Regions from separate parts of the Mus musculus genome. Here region 2 is linked to region 1. Evidence: chromatin contacts called from public HiChIP or PLAC-seq data. All regions are on one chromosome and are shown on one strand. Each heading gives the region's core, a stretch centred on a gene start, on an enhancer-like site or on the middle of the called end of the contact. The rest is flanking DNA. Distances are from core to core; before and after follow the strand shown.

Evidence for each region. HiChIP or PLAC-seq counts read pairs in DNA pulled down with a chosen protein or histone mark.
Region 2: a contact with region 1 is called in an H3K27ac HiChIP or PLAC-seq map of extraembryonic endoderm stem cells, with 5 times the contacts expected there. The contact joins the promoter of Ago2 here to the enhancer-like site in region 1. A contact is called at or near these places in 7 of 39 promoter capture datasets (the 3T3-L1 cell line, the HPC-7 cell line, embryonic stem cells and 4 more), 1 of 484 Hi-C or Micro-C datasets (embryonic stem cells) and 7 of 115 datasets of contacts at active chromatin or transcription factors (the 230-238 cell line, embryonic hindbrain, embryonic stem cells and 3 more).

Annotation. Positions count from the first base shown.
Region 1 is chr15:72,658,112-72,662,615 of GRCm38.p6, forward strand. All of the region lies in intron 20 of Trappc9 (trafficking protein particle complex 9), which reads right to left. Among named protein-coding and RNA genes, the nearest start is that of Kcnk9, 110 kb to the left of the region's middle. Within about 2 kb of position 2,115, at least 33 of the 459 cell types and tissues checked have an H3K27ac peak or open chromatin away from gene starts, as enhancers often do. A contact at or near this core is called in extraembryonic endoderm stem cells, pancreatic cancer cells and trophoblast stem cells, where this site is marked.
Region 2 is chr15:73,183,479-73,188,065 of GRCm38.p6, forward strand. It overlaps Ago2 (argonaute RISC catalytic subunit 2), which reads right to left and starts at 1,469. Exons shown (of 19, transcript NM_153178.4): 1 at 1,283-1,469. The coding sequence starts at 1,304.

The DNA of each region.
Region 1 (4,504 bases), core at 865-3,364:
TATGATGGCCCTTCCATATAGCCACACATCTACCACAATGTTTTTCACGGAAGCTGGAGACTCAGAAATGGAAGTGCCTCCTGCCTCCTCTCCAGGCAAGAGAATGCTCATCTCTGTATCCATGCAGGGCTCCATGTTCTTGCCTTAACTACTTGTCCCCCAAGCCTTGCCCTGCCAGAGGCCACGTAGGTATGCAGGAGGAAGCCAGCAGAAGAGTGACAGCCTGCTGAGGCCACGTTTAAGGATGCTGTGGCCAAGGCCTGGCTCAGGCCTGTGTAGCTCCTTTCTGTCCCTGTGTTTTTCCCAGCTGTCTGCCATGGTATACAGATGTGTAGGTGTGCACAACTAAGGTGAACAGATAGCTGGTGTCTCACTTGGATTCCCAACAAAGAAGAGAAAACAGGATTTGCTCCCCAAAAGTTGTCTGCAGCATGTTCTTGAATCCCCATGGGCAGAGAGACTAAGGCTCTGAGAAATCTTAGCTTACATGTCGTTTGTGATGAGAAAAAGAGACGCACTCTTTCAGGAGGCTGCTCCCAGTTAGAGATACTGTACTTCATACACTGAAGAAAATCACGCTTTTAAAAAATGTTCATGGTACTGGTGAAAACTATTCAAACTGAGCCACCATCTATCCCCCAAGGGGTCAGAAAGGAGTGAAAAGAGTGGCTATACACACACACGCACACACACACACACACACACACACACACACACACACACCTGGGTTCAAATACCTCTTGACTGAGAGATCCTGAGGAGGGACCCAGGAGTCAAGCCTTTGAGGCCTTCATCTCCACTAGCATGGTGTCAGTGTGGGGACCAGAGAGCAGGTGACAGAAGGACTGTGAACCTTAAGCCTCAGATTTACTCCCTCAGCCTAGCAGAAAGGCCTATACAGCGCCGATGGCCCAAGTACAGACTTTATGGCCAGTGTGATGTACACATGTAGCGTCTATACTAGCAGGACAAGTGCATTGCTTGTCCTCTGGGTGCCTCTGGGTGCACGGCCGCTTGGCGATGGTGGGAATGGGGGATCTTAGCCACCTGAATAACCACCTTATTTCTCCTAAGGCTTCCTATCTTTGCAAGGACATTTGCCCAAGCCTAAGCTAGGCTCCCTAGCTATCCAGGGACAAACCTGAGCAGTGGGGGTTTTGCCAGTGAGGATGCTCGCCCCATGGGAAATAATCCAGAATATGTCCTTTTCTCAGCTGCATGGTCTTCTGCTCCACCGACTCGCCACCTGGCTCCCACAGTCCAGGGAGTTGGCCTAGTCTAGAGAACACCTGTCTCTGGAAGCATCCTGGCATCTACAGCACGTCCACTTGGCTGTCCCCTGATGCTTTCCCACACATACCTGACATTTTAGGGACCCAACCCAGATGCTGAGGAGGACTCTGGATCGTTCCTTCCTGTCCCTACCTTCTCATCATGACTCTTCCTTCAGAGTCCATGACAGCAGCTCACTTCTGTCCCTCAGTGGAGCCACCAGAGAGCTTTCTTAGGGAGCATGTCTTTCATGCTGTCATGTCTGCCACTGAGAATATATTCAGCGCTACTCTGTTGCTGCAAATACATTGGGTGACAGTCAAACACCTAATGAATAATAACCAATATCCATTAGGCTATTGCACAACAAATGTTCTCCTGGTGATACCTCTGGCCATGCCTTTAGGCACATGAGATGGCTCCAGGTCTCCAGATCGTCCCTGGTTCCTAGACGGATGTCTCTAGCCTCAGAGACTCTTCTAGGTGGGACAGAGTCTGGTAGCCATTTCCTTTCCTTCTGAGGGGGTGGGGGGAGCCCAGCTATCCCCATCTTCGGTGAAGTGCAATTCACTGTGCTCTTGGGAACTAACATCCATCGGCTCCCGTTCCACAGAAGAATGTCAGCAGCTCATTTCTTAGACGTTCACAGCCTGAGAAAATGAGGTGTGGTGGGGACAACATAAAAATTGTCTGAAAGCATGCAGCCCAAAGGCTAGAAGGCCACTGGCTTTTACCTTCCATGGTTCACTGACTCTGGGTAATACCACACCCGTGTGTCCTTTGTATCAGTGTTTGCTACCCTGAGGCACCTCTGCCTTCCCTCCTTGTTCCCTGAACACAGAAGAGGTTTGCTGCAGACCTGGCTGATGTCACTGTAAGAATGAGTCACATCTGTGGCTCCATTCTGGGCTTTCTTACTCCCTACAAAGTTTCTGTAGCACCAGAGCCATAGCCCTCCTCCCGGGTGGGGGCTGGGCTACTGAACTGGGGCCCTGTCTGGCTCTTTGCTCTCCATGGACTTCACTTGTTAAAAGCCACACGCACCCCTGGTCTCAAGGGACCCTCTGTCTACCCTGACAGGAATACTGCCCAGCTAGATGTCCCATTTGAGACGTTGTTCTCAATGACAGCAGAACATTAAGCTTCATAACCTCATAGTGTGCCCAGCACCAAGCGTGTATGCTCAGTGCTCACCCAATGAATAAAAGAATGAGTGTCTGAGACTGGGTGTGTCTCCGGAGTGATCAGACAAAGACAGAGAGAGCATACCAGCAGAGATAACAATTTAAACAAGAGACTGCTGCAGGCTGACTCATCCTTTGAAAATACCTGACATTGGTGGGTAGACTGGTGGGTAGATGCTCCCACTGACGGAGGCTACATCTCTTATGGAGGAGAAGCCACCCAAACACTTCTTCCCCCAGCTTCCTCCCCACCCACCCCCAACTCTCAGGTGGGTTTTACCACATGATGGCAGAGCCCAGACCCCCCCCCCCCCCTGCTACAATCTATCTACTGCTGAGGAAAGCCTCTTGATCTCTAAGGTGCAAGCTGGAGAAGAAAAGAACAAGAGGAAGAAAACTCGAGTCAGAGCCTCTGGGCAACCCCTGGTCACCAAGCTCCATTCAGAGGAACCATCTGTCAGAAATAGCCATAAAAAAATATCTTTGACGGGGCAAATAATGTTCCATGAGGTGAATCCTCTCTCTCAAGGCTGGAAAGACCTCCTAGATAACCTTGATATGTCTGTCATCATGTAGTCCTGCTGGCCCACAGGAGGACACAGACAAGCTCCTGTGGGCAGGCCTTAGGCACTCAGATCTCTTCCCCACAGCTTTAGTAGCTAATGAAAATGACACCCAGCAGGAAGGTCCTCTGATAGCATCTGCCCTGCTCCACACATCCCAAAGCTTCCCGCCTTCCCTGCAGTCCTGTCTTTCTTTGCAAAGCTTGGCTTGGTGGGGTTAGGGGTTCCTGCAGGAACCATGACCAATGACAGAGTTTGGAGTCTGACTGGAAATAAAACGCATTTAAGTGTGTCACAAAGCAAGCGCTAAGCAAGAGGACAGGGAGAGACAGATGCAAGTACCTGGCATGGTGGCAGGGTAAGGCCTCCCTAGAGGACAGTTGTGCAGCTAAGACTCCAAGGTGTAGATCAGCTAGCGAACACAGGGTAGGAAGAGGTGGTGGAGGGCATGGACCCACATGGGTATGAGGGGAGAATCTTGGTCATGAGGTGTGTTGGGGTGTTGAGTCCTTTAGATTCTGATATTGGAACATGGGACACTGAAGGATTTTAGGGTGCATGCCAGCAATGTAGTTTAGAAGGAATGTGTACTGTGATCTTAAGGAAAGGTCAGGATGATTAGGGCTAGGCAAGCCATGAAGACATGATACTGTGAGCTGCTAGAGCCAGGGTGTTGTGTTGTTTGAAGATGACGGATGGGCTAAGGACCCTTCGGTTATGAAGCCGAAGAACTCCAAGGTCTGAAGTGACAGTGGCCCTGACTTGCTTTGGCCTTAGCCAGGGACTCCTAGCTATTATTTATCCTTGGGCAACAGAGGAAACATGGGAGTGCCTAGATCCTCACAGCCATCCTGCCTTTTGCTAAAGGACTCTTGTATCAATTTCTGCCCATCTAGCAGGACTGCTTTTCAATTCTATGCATCCAGAGGCAGTACTAGAAACCTAGAATTTCTGGGGAAGCAGTTGTATCATAAAGCGAAGGCAGAGCTGATGTCCTCTAAGCTTGGGCACTTGGTGCTGGTCAGTGCTTTCCTGACCCCTGAAGTGCACTTGAGCCCAGCGAGCACCTCTAGCCACCAGGGACAGTCCTCTGAGGTGAGGGTAAGAGAGCTCCTCATGAGTCTAAAGGAACCAAGGTGCAAGGCTATGAGCCAGTCTTTGGCTAGCTCTAGGAAAGGGGTGGCCGTGGGTGAGCCATCTGACTTCTCTAAACCTGTGGTTGGAAGCAAGTCCACTTTCGTGAGTGCAACAGTGGGATGTAGGAACCCTTGGGGCGCCAGCTCCACATGTAGCATTTTCCCGAGCTCTTCCCATGAGGCTCTGAGCCTTGGTTTTTTATGACCGCTAGCTGAGATGTGGTCAGAAAACCATATCCCTCACAGAACCCTGTCTCCCCCTGGTTCACTTGTTCTCAGGGTTTCAATCGGTGTAGGGTCAGGGAAATACAAACCAGCTTTGCTCACAACCTAGAGAGCCACAACTGAA
Region 2 (4,587 bases), core at 219-2,718, 520 kb after region 1:
AGGTCAAAGGGACTGGGAACCACTTCTAGAGGGGAGTGCTCAAACAGGTTGCCCTAATGCTTGCTGGCTCCCGGATGTTAAACCTCTCTGAGCCTCCACTGTCCAGCGTCTTCAAGAAAGACCCACTGTGGCAAGCTGAAGGGATCAATCAACACGCGAAATTGACGAAAGCCTGGCCTCGTCCCCGAGGAAGTCACTAGAAATTGACACATTGGGAAAACGTACAAATTTGGAGCTAAGATTTGCTGGGTTCCTCCACAGCGCTGAGCTGGGGGGTGGGGGTGGGGGGGGGGTTCCCAATCTGGCAGGAGGCTGCCGCTGGCCATTTCGCAGGGACCTCCAGGCCCCAACATCTGTCCCTAGGACCCGGGCACCTCCCAAGCGCAAGGTTAAAAGGGTCTTCAAATCGTTGGGAAGCCTTTTAACGCATTTACAAGTTGGTCAGTGGGCATTCGAGGAGCCCTGTGACATCAGGAGCGGAGGCGCACTAGGCTCCGGAGCAGGCACCATAGGGAACCCGGGAGGATCTGGGAGGCTTCCAGACCCCACAGTGAAGAAGTCTGGGGAGGCCCCAGGGCCGAACCACTAGGTCAGGTGGGCAGCAGGGAGGGCCCGCGGGCGCCAAGTACAGCCTGGCGGACAAAGGGGTGCAGGCTGAGCCCGAGCAAGCGGCGGGGCAGCCGGGAAATGGAGCCACGTGCCTGGCGGGAGAAGGCGAAAAAGCCTCCCCAACACTTGTTTTCTCAACCCCGCGAGTAAACCGCCCTCCGCTCGGCTCCAGGAGCGGGGTGGGGAAATGCGTCCGTGTTTTTAAGTTTTCTGGAACTTTTCCAGAGAAACGGGCACGCTGGTGGGAAAGGGGTGCCACGGCGGCCACCCGCTCCGCTAGGAAATCGCAGGGCGATTAGCACTTGAATGGGGAGGGCGGCTGCCCGGCGTGAAACTGCGTCCAAGCGACCGATCGCGGTCCCGGGGCCCCGTGGTTCGGTTCCCGACCCGTCCAGCTCCCCGCCCCAGGCCCGCCGTGCTGGGCCCCACAGCTATGCGCTCGGGAACGGCGGGAGGAGCGCTGCGGGAGGACGGAGACCCGTTGCAGGCCGAGCCTGGGCCCCCGCACACGTCCCGGTGGCGCTGCTCGGGTGCACTGGGCCTCCCGGCCCCGAGGCCCTGCCCGGCCGCCCCGAGGCTACGCCGCGGCCCCACAGGCCCCGCCGCCCTCGCCTGCCCCGCCCGCCAACCGCCAACCGCCGCGGCACGAGTGCCGGGCGCCGCGCGGACTCACCGGGGCCGGCTCCCGAGTACATGGTGGCGTTGCCGAGGGCCGCGGCCGAGGGCCGGCCGCGCGCTCCACGGGCCCCGACGCCGCGAGCCGCGAGGAGCCGCCGGCCGCTCGATCCGCCCCGGCGCGGCCGCCTCGCAGAACAGGTTTACCCGACGCGGCCGGGGCGGCGGGCGGAGGCGGCGGGAGCGGAGGGGGAGGGGAGCGGGAGGAGGGAGGGGAGGAGGAGGGGCGAGAGGGACGACGAGGGAGGGGACGGCGGGGAGGGAGGGAAGGAGGGGACAGCGGGGAGGGAGGAGGCGGGGAGGAGGGAAGGTGGCAGGGAGAGAGGGGGGCAGGGGAGGAGGCTGGAGGCGGCGCGCGCCGGCGGGATGGGGGGGGGGGGACTCGCTGTGGCGGCCCCCCGCGTGCTTGCCCTGAATGAGGGACCCCAGAAGCGACCCAGGGCACGCGAGCCGAGACCTTCCCTGCGGCCGAGCGAGGCGACGTCTGGTTTCCGGGCGCGGCCAGCCCGGCACTGCGACCAGAGTCGGAGTCCTCCCGCGCCGAGTGGCAGAGCCTCGGCCGCGTCCCGCCACGCACCCGCCCCTGCACCTCGGCCTGGCTCTTTAAGTTATTAACGAAACGGCGACGGGAAGCTAGCTCCCCACCCAGAGCTTGAACTTGGACGCGGCCAGACCCGTGCGCGTGACCACACCGCCACCTCCCGGCGCGACTCCACAACCTAGATAATCCTAGCAAAGCACCAAGGAAGCCCAGCAAGTTCAGGATTAAATTTTATCAGCTGTCAGGGAGCAGATCTGGTCGGGGCTTCCCGCTTTCTGGCCTCCGAGCCCCCAAGTTCTGCTCTGAGGCCTGCTAGACCAGCATGCTCTGTGCACGTATGTCCCTTCTTCACTTGTTGCTGGCGTGTGCTCCTAGTCCTGTCCAGCTGCCTCTGGAACCTTTCTATAGAAGAGGCGGGTGTGTCAGCTCCTGCCTCGCCCTGCAGGCTTTGCAATGTCTTCAAAGCCCATACTGAGAACCCAGGCCAAAGACAAACAGGGTCCTACTGCAGGGACCCCAGGATCGGGGTAGGCTCCATATTCTGTGTAGTGCTCAAAGATAGTCCCAGGAACAAGAAAAGCAGCTCTCCTTCCAATAAAGGAGGAGGAGGAGGAAACTAGACACAGCATTGCAGGGCTGCCATTCCAGCTAGCCAGAAGTCGAGGGAGGCGGATGGCAACCGTAAATCTAGTCTAGGATACATAGAAGAAAGACTTGCCCCCACCCCTCTCCCAAGTGATTGACACAAATGGGTAATCAATCATACCTAGCCCTTGCGGTACCAATACTTTGGTACTTTAGGGATGGAGACAGGATTTGCTGAACTCAGGAGTCATCTTGGCTCAGAACCAGTCAGGGTAACACAGAACTAATGGGGATGCGGTGAGGTGGGGGGGGGGGGGAGGTGGTGTTCGGCGGGAGGCGGTGTTAGACTTCACTCAGCAGTGGAGCACTGACGTTGGGTCTGCTCCCAGCACTGACATCCTACCCCCAAAGTCATGAAGTCGTTTTGGGGAACATGAAGTAGGTAAATTGCCAGGCATCAAGAAGCCCTGGGTTCAACGCCACCAAAAATATATATATATCTCTGCGCATGATTACACACGTGTTTCTGAGCACAGGGAAGCCTGGGTACTGTGGGCCTTGCTGCTCATCACAGGGATCACAGCGAAGATGGACACCGTGCGCGCTCCCTCTAGAGTGGAGTGAGAAAGACAGTAGAGTGTGTCTGCAGATGGGATCCAGTCAGTGTTGCTAAGTGCAGCGGTGTGCTTGGCCCTGAGCCAACAGGCCAACATCAGCCTGGCGGTGTGACTCCCATTATTGTGAGGGTTCCCATGCATCCAGCTCTGCTTCCAGAAGGCTGAGGCAGTATAGGAGTCCCTGCCTCTAAGGGAGGGAGGGAGGGAGAAGATCCCAAACAAGCAAAATTAAAGTAGCTCAGAGATGCCTAAAAACAGCTAAGTAGTAGCTACGGTGTCCGTCTAGCAGGAAGGGCCGTGTGGAGCAGCCCCTTGGATACCTGCGATTGCAGCATACCGTTCCAGGAGCCATGTTTCCCTCCGAGGCCCACAGAGCCTGCTTGACAGCGTAACACTAGGACCTGGGAGAAAAGCTGCAGGCTCTGCGGTAGGATGGAGGCTGGGAAACTTTTGTTTCCAGGCAGGATTATCTCAGGAAGGCTGGATTGTGTCTCTGCTGAGACACAACACTGCCCTCTGCTGGTGGAAGGATGCCATTGCTTCCTGTCGGCCTCCTTCCACAGCTCAGTGCCCAGTTAAGTCCCGGGCTCACATCCAGCCACTCAGCACTAGCATTCAGAGTGCCCTTTTCCAGGGTACAGCCATCCTCCCCTGCGCTGATGCACCATCCAAAGATCTGCAGACCCACAGCCCAAGCCAAGGACACCATCGCTCCCTCTGACAATTTCATTCCCGATCCACCTCTTCCCCCATACCCCACCTGCAGAGCTGGGCCTGCCTTCTTTCTGGCCTGCAAGCTAGGACTCAACTTACAACGGTGTCATCTCCACTCATGCCTAGAACCTTCTCCAGTTCCCAGTCTGGCCTGGCACATATCGTTGGAGGCCTCGGTCCCTCCCGGCTCAATTCCCACTCTTGGGTTGGGGCTCCCGGTGCTGTATGTAGCTATACACTCAGGCACAGGACGCTGATGAAGCAGGCCAGCCCATCTCTTAAAACACTTTGCACTCCCAGTTTTGATCAATAATCCCCAGGAAAGAGAAAAGAGAGCCCGAGGCATTGCACACCTCATGCTCCAATGCTACAGGGCCTGAAGGATTCAACTTTAGGGCCTATTAGTTCCTTCAAGTCGGTGTGGTCATATTTGTAATCCTAGCACTGAGGCAGGGGGATCGACAAACCATCTCAAAAACAGCTAGGCATGATGCGGTGTGTGCATTTAACCCCAGCACTTGAAAGGCAGAGGCAGGTTGGCCTATACGTGTTTGAAGCCACCAGGCTTCTTTTGCTTTTTTATTCCTTTTGAGACAGGGTCTGAGGTAGCTTAGATTGGCTACCTCAAATTCACCAAATAAATAGCTGAGGCTGCCCTTGAACTTCTGAGCCTCTTGCCTCTACCTTCGTGACCACACCTGGCTGTCTTTTCTTCCCTTTCTCCACCCCATCCTTCCATCTCTGTCTTACTCTAGAGCCTCAGCCTTCCCTGTAGGTGGCTCTTTACATGTGTAGGCCCACAGCCCAGGGCTCCACTTTCTGTTGTGTTTAAGCCATGGTCTGTGG